3 separate regions of the Zea mays genome follow, and all the other regions are linked to region 3. A link is a contact called in public Hi-C data. All regions are on one chromosome and are shown on one strand. The core of a region is the stretch at or near the end of the contact, and the rest is flanking DNA. Distances in the headings are between cores, read along the strand shown.

Region 1 (4,753 bases), core at 1,659-4,158, 380 kb after region 3:
CAAAGAACAGCCAGATACCTCTTCCAACGTCCTACTTAGTTCACCCTTAAGCTGTAAGAAAGAAAACATCATTACCCCCATGTTTATTCATGATCCATGAATCATTTGTATTACATGAGACAAGTGCTTAATATATTTTTAGGACCTTGAAGTAGTCTAGTTGGTCTATGTATGAATATGGATATCACCCACACTAGATTAGAGTGTCAATATGTGGTTCAAATCTTACTCCAAAGTCGCATTTGGTCTTTTACTGACTTTGTCTATCTATATTCCTTGATAAAAAAATTTGTTGCAGACTCCTTGATAAATTGTTGATAAAAACATGGGAATCTGTACCATTAGGTGAAGGCCTTTTTGTGTTCATTTCTCTGACGACATTTGGGGTGATCGAGTGCTGATATATTCACTGGTAATATAATCTGCCAAGGAGATATTGAATGCCCTCCTCGCTTGCTCTCATCCATATATCCTATTGTCTACATTATGTACTCTAATTTGCTTTGTTGCTCACGTCTATTTTGCTTTCTAAGTGGTGAGGATGGCGTTGGCATGCGTGGTGAGGGTACCGTCTCTGCGGTGGGCGCCGTGGTGTGGCTGGGTGGGCTCGTGGGTTTCAGTCCACCCAGTGACAATGCAGCACATCAGGTAGGTAACTATGTATTCCTTTTCGCTTTGTTGTCATATGTGACTTGAGATAAATTAGCCATGCGTTCTGACAGGAGGACATGCTGTTGTGTGCGCCGCCGTTAACTTCAGAACATGTATCGACATTCACAAGGTGCATAGATGTAGTGGGAAATATATTGTATGACTTCATTATTTCTCTGACTAACTGATTATGTTGTAGTGGGAAAGAATGTCTTTAATTATCCAGTAAGCAACACTTGGTTTGCCGCCAAATTCTATTGGTTCCTTGTTCTTTGCATGCACGAACAGTGAAGCATGTCAAATTGTAAGATGTTTCGGAAGCAAGCAACTCAAGGTTAAATGATTAGCTTAGCTAAAGTGTTTGCCTTGTGTGCAAGGAGGTGCTATTTTTAGTGATCTCATCATCTAAACTTTGCGTGCGTTGTGCTAATTTGGTTCACTGATTTTCTTTATTTTTAAGCAATCAAGCTTAAATGATTAGCTTCTACCGAAGATCTAAAATTATGTATTTCCTTTTCCTTTTTTCTCAGCAATTTTCCCTCTTCTCGACTCTGATAGCTTATAAATCTGTTTAGTTCCAAACCCCATTTCCACTGAAATATGCTTACCATATGGGCACAATGTTTCTCCACAATAAATGGTCCAAGAATCCAGGATTATTCCAATGCCAATGCTATGTAGCTTGCACTTGCACATAGAAGGCAATAGGGGATAATGGGGTGCTTGCTCTTTTAACATTGGTTCTTGATATGGAGGGAGTAGCCTGGTTGGCTGGTTTACTGCATCGAACAACTTGCACTTGCACATACCTATATATCTTTTAATGTATGCAAATCTTCTTAACCTTTAAAAGATACTAACAAGAAGGTATAACGATAATTAATGTTTATATATCTCAATATATTTTATCATTATATGTTGACTCTGTAGCAACGCACGGGTATACACCTAGTTTTAATTAGGCCACTAGCGACACAGGCGCCTCTCGTCCACCGTATCTCCCGCGTTGGCACCAACCTGATCCTTCAGAACAGCAGCACCAGCCCCTGCGACTCTGCGAGTCGACCGTGGCGTACGCGCCTATCGACGCCGCGGTCCTGCGGCTTGTGATCGATGGGCACGACTCCAGCGCCGTGGCCGTGCTGCCGGACGGGCTGGAGGCCGAGCCGGCGCGGCGGTGATCGCGTCGAGGAAGGATAAGGAGGACAGGACGGCGGTGCAGTTCGCCGGGTCGCTGGCCACCCTGGCGTTCTAGGTGCTGGCTAGCTCGTCGGCGACGGGCCGGTGATGCGCTCCCGACGAATGCGGTGGAGGTCGTAACGGGCCTGGTGACCTGCACGCTGGGCAAGCGGGCAGCATCAAGAAAGCGCTGATGAGATGTGAGGATTGTTGATCATTTGATCTGCCGGAGGATGCGAACTGTGGTACATATACCTGGAACAAATATAGTTGCAAATTCTGTGCAGTTAAACATATACCTGGAACACGTTGAATCGATCGTGTGACGACTCTAACTGACGATGTACAGCCACCGTACCCGTTTCCTGTACAGATACGGCCGCCGCATCGTCGTAGGCACGTCGTCGTTGTCGATCTCCCAATCATGTGTACCACTTGCGCACGGTTGGATTGGATCAGTGTTCACCAAAAAATTTGTGCCGGCACGCGGCACACACCACAACAACAAACTGCATATCATGGAGGTCACCTTTGCCAACACGTCACGCTTTGCCCGGCTGGTGCGGTGGTGCGGATCAGATAAATGCATCCGTAGCTTATAAAAATGGTGATAGTGTTTTTTCTTCCTGAAAATAGAAATCTAGTTTTGTGATAAACAAATAATTTTTAATTTAACTATTTATAGACATAGTTTGTTTTTAAGAGAAAAAGCTAAAATGCCATAAAATTTGAGAATTAAGACAGTACTGCTTATGATAAGCAAATTTAAACTCAGAATATATTTATATAAAAAAATATTGATATGAGATTGACCAAGCGCTTAGCGCACACGAGAATACGTACAGAAGTGTCCTTCTGCCACGCCAGTCCACATCTCCACGGCCACCGGCAGACGGCACCGAACAAGGGACACACGCGCTCGTAGGCAGTAGGCACGCACACGCCGCCACGTCGCAGCCACGAGCCCACGCCACGAGGCCACGACCCCAAAAACAGCCGTCCACGTCGCTTCCCCGGTCCGGCGACCGCGCCCGCTGTTTTATACGCGACCCGGCGGCCGCACCCGGCTTGCGCACGCCGTTCACGTCCCCCGGCCCCCGCTCTCGTTTCCCCCGCCCGCACCAGGCACGCTCACGCGCTGCGCACCGGATGGCCCCTGCTAACGTGCGCGCGGCGCAGGCGCAGGCCCCCAGCGCCGACCGCAGGTTAAGTACGCTAGTGGGGCACCTGCTGCCTTCCTCCCCACGAAGAGCAGCAGCAGACACCTCCGCCACCTCCACCCTCGAATCGTTCCCCACCATGGCGTCGCAGGGATCCTCCGTCTTCGCCGCACTCGAGCAGGCCCCGGAGGACCCCATCCTCGGAGTAAGTCCGTCTCCCCAGTCCTTTTTAGCTTCCTTTCCCACGGTGATCTGGTTGTCGCTATCGGTCGCGCGGTTTCGATGCGATCGCGGCCTCGTGGGTTTGCTCTGGCTGATCAGTGTTCGTTTGGTTTCTGGGCAGGTGACCGTTGCCTACAACAAGGATCCCAGCCCCGTGAAGGTCAACCTCGGGGTCGGCGCCTACCGGACCGAGGTAAGATGAGTTTGGGGATTTGCTATGAACCTTCTAATTCCCCTTCTGTTTTTTTATTAGTTGGATTGGAGATGGATTTGACGCTCCTGTTCCTATTCTGATCTCTGCAGGAAGGGAAGCCCCTAGTGCTGAACGTGGTCAGGCGCGCCGAGCAAATGTTGATCAATAATCCGTAAGTGTCATGTGAAATCCATATGACCCGCTTGATTTCGTGATCGTGCCTCTGTGGTTATTGAACTTTCAGGCTTAAAGCTCCTGCCCTCAGCCCAAGTGGAAACGGAAGGGGATTTAGATAGTTGCTGGATCTAAAATCTGGATAACACGCCTCTTAATTTGACTAATACTTTCATTCGCATCCATAATAATTATTGACTTGTCCTCTGTAATTGTAGGTGACCTTTCTGTTCAATACTAGTTTTTAAATAAATTTTCTTCTACGTTTAGGACTAGTCTTTTTTTTGCGACTGTATCTGCTCTGTCCCACTGCCGTCTAAGATTCTCTTCTGTAGTCGACCTTCAATTGCTTTCCCTCCTTTCTTTTTTGTGGTACCTGAAAAATTGACCTTCGTTTTGTCTGTGGGGGGAATGGTTTGTCGTTTGCAAGCACTGCCATACTCCCTCTGTCCAAATTTTCTTAAGTTTGAATTGATAGAAAATATTTTCAAATGAGTTTATTATAAAACTAGATTCGAAGGTTGATACTAATTATATATCATAATTATTATATATATATATATATATATGTATGTATATAATTGGTCATATTATACATTGATTACGACTGACTTCTGGGAAAGCGAGAGAAGATAAAAAGGGACGTATGAAGTATGTCTCGTGTGTGTACAAGCCACTGATGCGAAAAAACTGTTGGTGTGGAAGTTTATGATACTTGAAGCTGTATTTTAGACACATTTTTCTTCTTATTTCTAGGTCACGTGTCAAGGAGTACCTACCAATCACCGGTCTGGCTGAATTCAATAAGCTGAGCGCTAAGCTTATCTTTGGCGCTGACAGGTATTCTCTGTTTGACTGGTTTACCCATTTTCCTCATTTGTGGGTCAACTGTTCCTAATGGTGATGTTGTCAACTGTGAATTCTTAGTGTTGAAGTTTCATTACATAAAAATAAGTTCCCTAGCTACTGGTTCTGGTTTATTCAGGTTTTATTACTTCATTAGGGAGCTGATTTTTTTTTTGAATCGAATAGCCCTGCTATTCAGGAGAATAGGGTTGCTACCGTGCAGTGCCTATCGGGTACTGGTTCTTTAAGAGTCGGAGGTGAATTTCTTGCAAGGCACTATCACGAGGTTAAACTTTTCTTGCTCCTATCTGTTTTGCTGCTTCCTGAT
Region 2 (4,363 bases), core at 1,408-3,907, 300 kb after region 3:
TAAACGAGGTAGTCATTGCATAGCTCTAGTAACTTAATACAAATATTAAGTTTGCTTTTGGTCAAATTTATTTGTCTTATCTTTTATTTGTTTTATTAAATTTGTTTTGAATTTCGGGCCTGATATGAATTTCGGGCCAAAAACTGAATTTCAGGCCAAAAATTGAATTTCGGGCCCTAATGTGAATTTCGGGCTTTTATAATTTCGGGCCGCCCGAAATGAGCCCGGCACGTTTAAGCAATTACGGGCCGAGCCGTGGGCCGAGGGCTAGGCCCATGGGCCGGCCCGGCACAACCCGAAATTCAAACGGACCGGGCCGGCCCGAAATTCAAATAATACGGGCCTTTTCGAGCTTGGGTCGGGCCGGACGGCCCGAATGTACACCTATAATAGGGCTCACTCTCTCGGGTTCTAAATATAGTACCCTATATACGGGAGCCTTATACTCATTTTGTATACTATTTCTAATATTTTATTTCCTAATAATATAGTTTATTTCTTAATAATATGCTATAGGGCTCAACTGCTGGAGATGCAAACATTTTTGTGACAGTAAACACTTTAAATCATGTCTTATTTTAATTTTGAGAACTCAAATATATGACTTCGTGTTGGAGTTGCTCCAACATGACTTATAAAAATGTCATATAATTTAAAAATAAGTATATTTTTAATAGAATTTAGGGCACAAATAAAACATTCCATTCGAACAATCTAACTTCAAATCTATATTATAGGGTAGCCCACTATAGTGTAGTATATTTGAGGCACTTGAGAGTTGCCTATTATTTTTTGACTAAATTTTATGAAATGTGACATTGTTAGAGTAGTTTCTTTTTTTGCGTAGAGCCTTATACTTCAATTTGAGACACTCATTTAAGATATTGTTGGAGATTCTATTAGCTGTTAGAACTTAGAAGCGGGTTCTTACTATGAGACCAAAAGCCACTAAACACGGGGACAGGCACCGTGTAAACGAGGTTCCATTTTTTTTTCGGGAAGTACTCCACGGTTAAGGCTAGAAAACAGAATTTGTACTATAGATTACAATGTATATAAATAAAAATTGAAATAGAAGATAAAATAAGAAATTACATATAATAACTGATGGATAGCGCTTAGCGACAGAACATATTGTGCCCCAGAGCTAAGGATGTAAATGGTCGGTAAAATTCGGTAAATTTCTGGTACCGTTTATCGGTTTTTCCCGACCGTTTTCAGATTTATCATGATATACGAAAAACGGGACGAAAACGGAAAACGATGCGGTAAACGGTGAGACATGTTTACCGTTCGTTTACGAATTTCTCGGAAAAAACCGGTATTTCCCGTATTTTAACCGTATTTTTCCGGTCCACAAAACAACCAAGGAGGCAAGAACTATACCCGTTAGGGTTTAGGGTTTCATATGTCATAGAAGATATATCAAGTGATCCAGACGACATGCCACATGATTTCTAGTTTATGTATCGTGTGTTTAAGATTTATATACTATGTGGTTAAAACTTCAGTGAACATGTATGATCATTTATGTGTGGTCATGACTATGTATTGTGTATTTGTGTGGTTGAGACTTGTATGTGGATGTGAATGAACAATCGTGTTTAAAGACTTATGTGTTGTGTGTTAAAATTTGAGAGTGGATATGTATGAGTGTATGACCAATTATATGTGGACAAGATTGTGTTTTGTGTATTTTTGTGAACGAGACTCGTACGTGGATGTGAATGAATAACTGTGTGGTCAGAATTTGTTTATTGTGAGCTTTTCCGATTACAGTTATCGTTTTCCGATCAATTTCGAGTTATTTTGCTCGGATTTATCCGTTTTCGATATACCGGAATTTATAGGTCGTTATTCGTTTCCGATTTTTCCGTTCCGACCGAACAAAAAATTATACGGGTAAAAACGATGAGAGTTTTTTTTTCAGAACATTACCGACCGTTTTCACCCTTAGACTATCCGCAACCGTTACCCCTAAATTTTTCCCCCTATATCACTTTTCCCCCCTATTTTTTCCCCTATTGTTTCATCTCCCGCAGCGGTTCCCCCTAAATACTCCCCCTATACCCCACTACCACTATAAAATATCATTTTCTATACCAACTATCAATTTTTTATCTACTAACAATTACTCGTGGACCCACAGCACAGTGTTTAGGGTGATGAACAGTGACACGCCAGATTGAGGGGGAGAGAGAGGAGGACGGCGGGCTAGGGGGCGGTGCAGGGGGCACCGCTGCGCGCGTGGAGCGCCCCCTGCACGCGCCATGCAAGGGGAGGGGGCAGCGTAGGGGCTGCCGTTGCGCACAGCCTTACACAAACCTGCCGCTTCTATTGCGCCCTCGCATCGACTGCGCAGCCTCACCGGATCCTCGTCCTTGTGGCCCACGTGTCAGCAGGGGACGCCGCGTGAGGTGAACAATTCCGAACCCGTCGAATCGAACGGCGAGCGGACCAACAAGCGAACATCTATGAATTTGAGCCGCAGGATGCTGCCCAGCCACGCCGCCGCCGTCGGATGGCGGGGCGCCTCTCGGATCTGGCCGTAGAATATATATGAATTCGATTTCGAAAGGAAAGGGTGGGAGAGAAAGAAAAGGGGAGAGGTGGCAAAAGGGAGGGGGACTGGGCGAGTCGAGAGCAGCAGGGAGAGAGGGAAAATCCACTAATCCCCCACCCAAGCTCAAAACCCGCCATAAACACGCGTCGGAGCTTGTGGCGAGCGCCGCCACCCTGCACTCGGCTGCGGGGCCTCCGCCCCCTTCGATCTGTAGCCGGCCGCGGCGATCCCGCAGCGGCCCCCCGCGGCTGCCGCGAATTGGTTTTGTGTTACGTTACCGGTGGGCGGTGGGCGGAGGCGTTTTGATCCTGTAGCTGCCGGCTTGAGTAGATGGAGGGCAATGAACAGGGCTGTGGAGGGCTGCCGCAAAGGCCTCCCGTGCTCGGTGCGTCCATGCAACCGCCGATTAAGAAGCTGGTAAGGCAGCTCGACTTCAACTCGGCGGCATTGGCGGGAAACCCCGCGATGGCGGTGGCCGCCGCCGCCGTATCTAGGGTTCTGCAGCCGAAGGCGTCGTCCGTGGGGTTCCAGCATCCGCAGCACGTGGGGGCTGCCATGCCGATGGGAGTACCGCAGCAGCTGCACCAGCGTGTGCTGCCGGTGATGCGCCTGCATCAGGTGGTGGGGCATGTGCCGCTGGCGGTCTCTGTACCGCAGCTTCGTCCGGTGCCGCCGCAGCCAGTCCAGCGCCCCCCGGTCGCCGTTCCCTTGTGAGTGTCCCCGTTCTGAGATTTAGAAGTTTTGAAACTTCCGCCTCTCTGTTTGGTACGGGCTTCGTTTTGCTCGATGACCGAGCCCGTTGTCGTCTTGATCCATACGCTGAACATGGGATCGTTCGATTTCCTGAGCCTCACCACGAGGCAGTTCCCAAATTTTAGTGTGGCCTTGTCATTCCTCGGAAAAGAAGGCACATATTTGCGTTAGATGAGCTTATTGATCTTAAACTAACAATTCTATGAAATTTTCAGTGCATCCTCCCTGCCGAAGATCCAAATATTTCAAGTTCTCTCTTTAAAATTTGCATCTTGCTCGTGTTCTAATTGTGCTTTGGGACCTTGTGTAGGAAACCAGAGTCACCAAAACTACGGGCAAGACTGTACGAAGGGAAAGATAGTACTCCCACGAAGAAGAAGTGCTGCAACTGCAGGAATTCCAAATGTCTGAAGTTGTAAGTCAGATTCTATCATTAGCTTGAGAAAAATAAAATATGGCAAAGGACGTTTTCTTATGTGGACAGTGTTATCTTTTTATCAATATGGATTCTTTGACTTGACGTAGAAGAGTCAATGAGCTGGAGTGTTGTATAGATAGTCAAAATATGCTTATCATTCCTGGACGGAGGGTTTATGCTTATTTAATATTTATATGGCATTATAGACGTGGATCTGCTTTAGCTATGACATTATCACCGAAACTTCTTCATGATTTCCAAATAAATAAACTTCACTCAAATGGTACGTAGGGGGTGCTTGATTTCTAAGGACTAATTTTTAGTCACTCCATTTTAGTCTTTAAATTGCTAAACACGGAAATTAAAACTCTATTTTAGTTTCCGTATTTGGCAATTTAGGGACTAAAATGGAATAAAAGGGGGGACTAAAATTAGTCCCTAGAAACCAAACACCCCCTTAGACTAGAATTATAAGCTAAGTAATACACTCACAGACAACAAAGAACTTATGTTGTTTGATTATTCATTAAGTAAATACCACTATACCAGTGTTCTTAAGGTGTCGCCTAGGCGTCCAGGCGCTCGGAGAATACTTGGCGCCTTGCCCGCCTAGGCGCTAAGGTGGTGAT
Region 3 (4,120 bases), core at 1,167-3,666:
GGTGACGAGCTGTCGGTCGACAGAGAACTCATATTCGTCCTCCACCACCTGGTGCGCTCTGCAAACGATGTCCAGGTCCTGCGCGCGGCGGCAGTCCGTCGCGACGTCGGCGCGGAAGGTGCAGGACACGTATCGATCCTTGTTGTCCGCCCACTCTCTGTCCTCCATGGAAGAAGGGTCGGACCAGAGCAGGTCACAGAGGAGACCCCGGTCGGCCACATCGCAGGGCCTGGATAGGCGGCAGATTTGGTCCAGGTTGGCCGCGATGGGAATAGTTAGCTGGTGATGCAGTGGACGAGGGCAAGGACCTCGGACGGCGTCTCTCGAGCTGTGACGCGGCGGCGACGACACGGACGGCTCCTTGGCGATCTGCTGCAGGTCGAGGTCATCATCCGAGCCCGTGGACACCACCCCCGCAACGTCGTCGTGGACGGGAGGCGGATGGCTTGCCTCGCGGTACGGCTCGTAGACGACGGGTAGAGGAGGCAGTGGGCTCACCGCGTCACGGTACGGCTCGTCCACCTCCTCAGCTTGCAGCTGCTGCAGCCTGGCGAAGCGCAGGTCGAGTCGAGCATCCATCTCGTCGTAGCCGGAGGGTTCCTCGTAGCCGGAGGATTCGGCGGTCACAAACACGGAGTCATCCGCGGCTCCAGAGTTGGCGCGGGCCGGCGCGGTGTCGATGCTGGGCTCGTCGGTGGAGGCAACGGGGAGGACGAATCTCGTGGGGTTGTCTGACGGAGCGACGTCCTCGCCATAGAAGAATCCGCCCCAGTTGTCGACGACGACGGATGGCCTAGTGCGGTACTGCTCGCCGTCGTCAAAGCACCCGCCCCAATTGTCTGCGATGACCGCGACCGGGGTGGGCGGCGCACTGGCAGACGCGTCGGAGGAGTGGTTGATGCTGAGCGAGGTGGGCGGGAGGTCGATGTACGCGGCGGACGAGAAGCGCCGGTCCCAGCGAATCTCTAGCTCGTCGAACCGCCGGTTGAACTCATCGAGGATGAGCTTGAAATCGAGAGACATGGCGTTGACAAATTGAAACCGAGGATCGAACGAATCTGATACCAATTGTTACAACTACGGTCTACTTGGGAATGGAGTAAGAAGGAAATCAGAGAGAGCAGAGGTAGGAGAAGAACAGATGTGATTTCTAGAGAATAATTGTTTGTTCAGTTGTTCGATGTACCAGGATCTTGACGGCGCGCGTACTTATTCAGCGCCACAGCCCAACACAGACACACGCAACCTTTACACGCTATTCTGGGCCAAGACGAAGCGGACTGTGGGCCTTTGGATGCGTTACATTTGCTCGGCCTCTTGCACACTGGTATTTTGCACAACAGAAACTATCGCCGGACTTTGAAAGTATCTTCATCAGCTACTTGCTCGTCTTGGTCCAGCTTCCTTGTTGAGACAGTGACAGTGGCTCATGGTTCAGATGGCGGGCTGCTGACAGGAAAGCACTTAGATCTCCATGGATGATTGTAACCTATGAAATAGCCTTTTCAGTCTCCACTAAATTACACCAGATCTTGATAAAAGCAAAGCATATGGGTAAGCTTCAAACCTCTTCCCTTGTGGCTTCTGTAATTTCTTGGCATTCATCTAAACTACAATCTACACGATCAATCCTTCCAGCAAGATGTTTCTTTGCAACCTGATATGAAAATATTTCACATAAACAGATTACCAGATGTGACAATAAGAACCAGAACTGTTAGAGGAGGTATTGTCATAGAATTATATTGTATTGCATTGAGCCCCATGGGCTGATTATATACAATGCACAGGACTAACACCCTACGTTAAAAGGCAATGCGGTATAATTCATATCTAGATACTAGGTGAGTGCCCGTGCGTTGCAACATAGACATATAATACATAAGTTACCGTGATATTATATGTCCCCGTTGCAACGCATGAGCACTCACCTATATGTACATAAGTTATTATATGGTTCCGTCGCAACGCACGGGCACCCACCTAGTTATATCATATGTCTATGTTTTATAGGTCCGTGTCTACAATTTATAATTTATGGGCCAATGACAAATTAACGAAGCCTACCGCAGATCCGAAGATTGTAAATCGCTTTCTGGATCCTTGCCGTTGTTGAGCTGCGTCTGTGTTGGTGTGGCAGTGCCGCCGTGCTACAGTTGGGGGCTGCTCGGGCCTCGGAGAAGATCAACGCTAGTGGGCCCGAATTTAGGTTGCAGAGAGAATTTCTCGGAGCATTGAACTTGTCGTCTACGGCCCATTTCACGTAATTCCTGATAAAGTATATAATATGCCAATCTGGGATCGGACGAGTACGATGCAGCCACGTTTTCCAGTCGTAGCGTGAAAGGTTTTAAGGGCAAAAGCCCTCGGAGCGTCACTGGGAGAAGAGAAACGCCCGGCGGCGCGAAGCGGAGGGTGAGAATATCGGAGTTCGGCGATGTCGAAGCGGCAGGGACCGCCGAAACACCAGAACCGCTACGCGTGGAAGCCGAACCTTGGTCAGAAGATCAACGAAACCGTAAGCTCTCCTCCCATCGCCTTCGCCCCTTCCCCATAGTTCTGGATGTTCATTCAAATCTCACCGTTGCAAACCTTCGACGCCGCAGGAGCCCGGGGGCAGGTTCCGACCTCTGTCAGAAATCACCGGCGTCTGTCAGCGCTGCCGGGATCAAATCGACTGGAAACGCAGGTGGGGAATTGTCATCCCTCATCGGTTGTCTAAGCTCATTTAGCTAGTGTGTAGCTTCGATTGTCTCCTAGGCCCAATTCGTTTGTTTGTTTTTGTAGATACGGAAAATACAAGCCCATTGTTGAGCCAGCAAAATGGTAAATCTCTTTCCCTGTTTAGCACGTATACTGAGCAGCGAGAGAGGTGACGCGTTTTTTGGTTTGGCAGCCAGAAGTGTAATAAGCGAAACGTCCGGCAAGCATACCATAACGTATGCAGAGGTGAATTTTGGCCACTCAATCTCTTGTGTCACTAGGCCTGGTTGTTACTTGTTAAACATTGATAGGTTGGATTGTTACTGATCCGGGTTTGCTGCTGCTTAATGCAGATTGCTCCAAGGACCTCGGCATATGTGCTAAGTGCTGCACATGTGTTAATGAGCTTGTCGGAAGGTGTGATTCCTGCTGTGCATTCCAGTTCTAAACTTGTAGCTGTATCGAAATGCATAATATCTTTAGTTTTATTAATTTTTAATTCTATTTAGGGATGCGAATGAGGAGGAAAGTGAACGCAAGTCACTAGAAGAGGTTTGATTCTGTTATATTTGGAAGTTGGAACTAGATTGCTATATGAACCTAGTAGAACAGTATTGTTTTGCGCTGATCACTGAAGCTTTCAGGCTGTCAGAGGTGCTAGGGAGAGGGAACGACGTACACTTCTTCGTATTGTGAGTACTGTTTTTCAACTTTTCACACTGAACAAACTTTTGTTCGTATGCACTTGCCTCTATAATTAGTAGTCTTCGTGATGCAGAAACTGAATTAACATAAGACTTTGGAGCCACGAATCTGAAAAGGAAATTGTTTTTTTCATTGTTACTGTTTGATAAACTTTGGGTCCTTTACCTATAGTTCCCTCTTAAGACTATGGAGATGGATCTGAAAAGGAAATTGTGTTTTTTATTACTGTTTGATAAACTCTGGGTCCTTTACTTATTTCATGGATATCTGATACTTACAGTTGTGTTTCCGAATTTTGCATCTATATTTTTCATTCTTGTTTTTTTTTTGCAAAATCTGCTGGTATTTATATCTTGAGAAAATTCCAAACATTTGTATCACCCTTGGTTGTACAAAATATATATAACCTTTGCTCCAGAGCTACACTGTGGAATTTGAGCTAGGGTCCTGTTTTGGCAAGGTTCCAGTTCCATCCAGTGAAACCTTACGATACAATGAAAACTGAAAAGCCAATGCAACAATGCTATATCGACCTAGGCTATATGGAATATTGATACTGACTTGTTGGTGGAGACCGGAGAATTAACAGTTATGTTTGATCTGACCTTTGATCTGCTATATCTTAGTTTAAAACTTCAGTATTTTCTCACTGTTGCCAATTGAATAATTTTTCTCAAGTGTATTCTGATACACAATCAATTCCCATTGTTTG

Evidence for each region. Hi-C and Micro-C count contacts between places; a contact is called where the count stands out from the background.
Region 1: a contact with region 3 is called in a Hi-C map of leaf, with 6 times the contacts expected there. The contact joins the promoter of LOC100273311 here to the promoter of LOC100192805 in region 3. A contact is called at or near these places in 2 of 25 Hi-C or Micro-C datasets (endosperm and leaf).
Region 2: a contact with region 3 is called in a Hi-C map of endosperm, with 2.6 times the contacts expected there. The contact joins the promoter of LOC100383445 here to the promoter of LOC100192805 in region 3. A contact is called at or near these places in 2 of 25 Hi-C or Micro-C datasets (endosperm and tassel).

Annotation. Positions count from the first base shown.
Region 1 is chr3:200,399,793-200,404,545 of Zm-B73-REFERENCE-NAM-5.0, forward strand. LOC100273311 reads left to right here and starts at 2,909. Exons shown (of 12, transcript NM_001147752.1): 1 at 2,909-3,195; 2 at 3,334-3,405; 3 at 3,516-3,577; 4 at 4,336-4,419; 5 at 4,612-4,711. The coding sequence starts at 2,980.
Region 2 is chr3:200,323,049-200,327,411 of Zm-B73-REFERENCE-NAM-5.0, forward strand. It overlaps LOC100383445 (CPP transcription factor), which reads left to right and starts at 2,658. Exons shown (of 8, transcript NM_001176095.1): 1 at 2,658-3,273; 2 at 3,627-3,731. The coding sequence starts at 2,894.
Region 3 is chr3:200,020,006-200,024,125 of Zm-B73-REFERENCE-NAM-5.0, forward strand. LOC100192805 reads left to right here and starts at 2,417. Exons shown (of 8, transcript NM_001137998.1): 1 at 2,417-2,518; 2 at 2,607-2,689; 3 at 2,788-2,826; 4 at 2,897-2,949; 5 at 3,057-3,120; 6 at 3,213-3,255; 7 at 3,348-3,395. The coding sequence starts at 2,438. It also overlaps the pseudogene LOC100382714.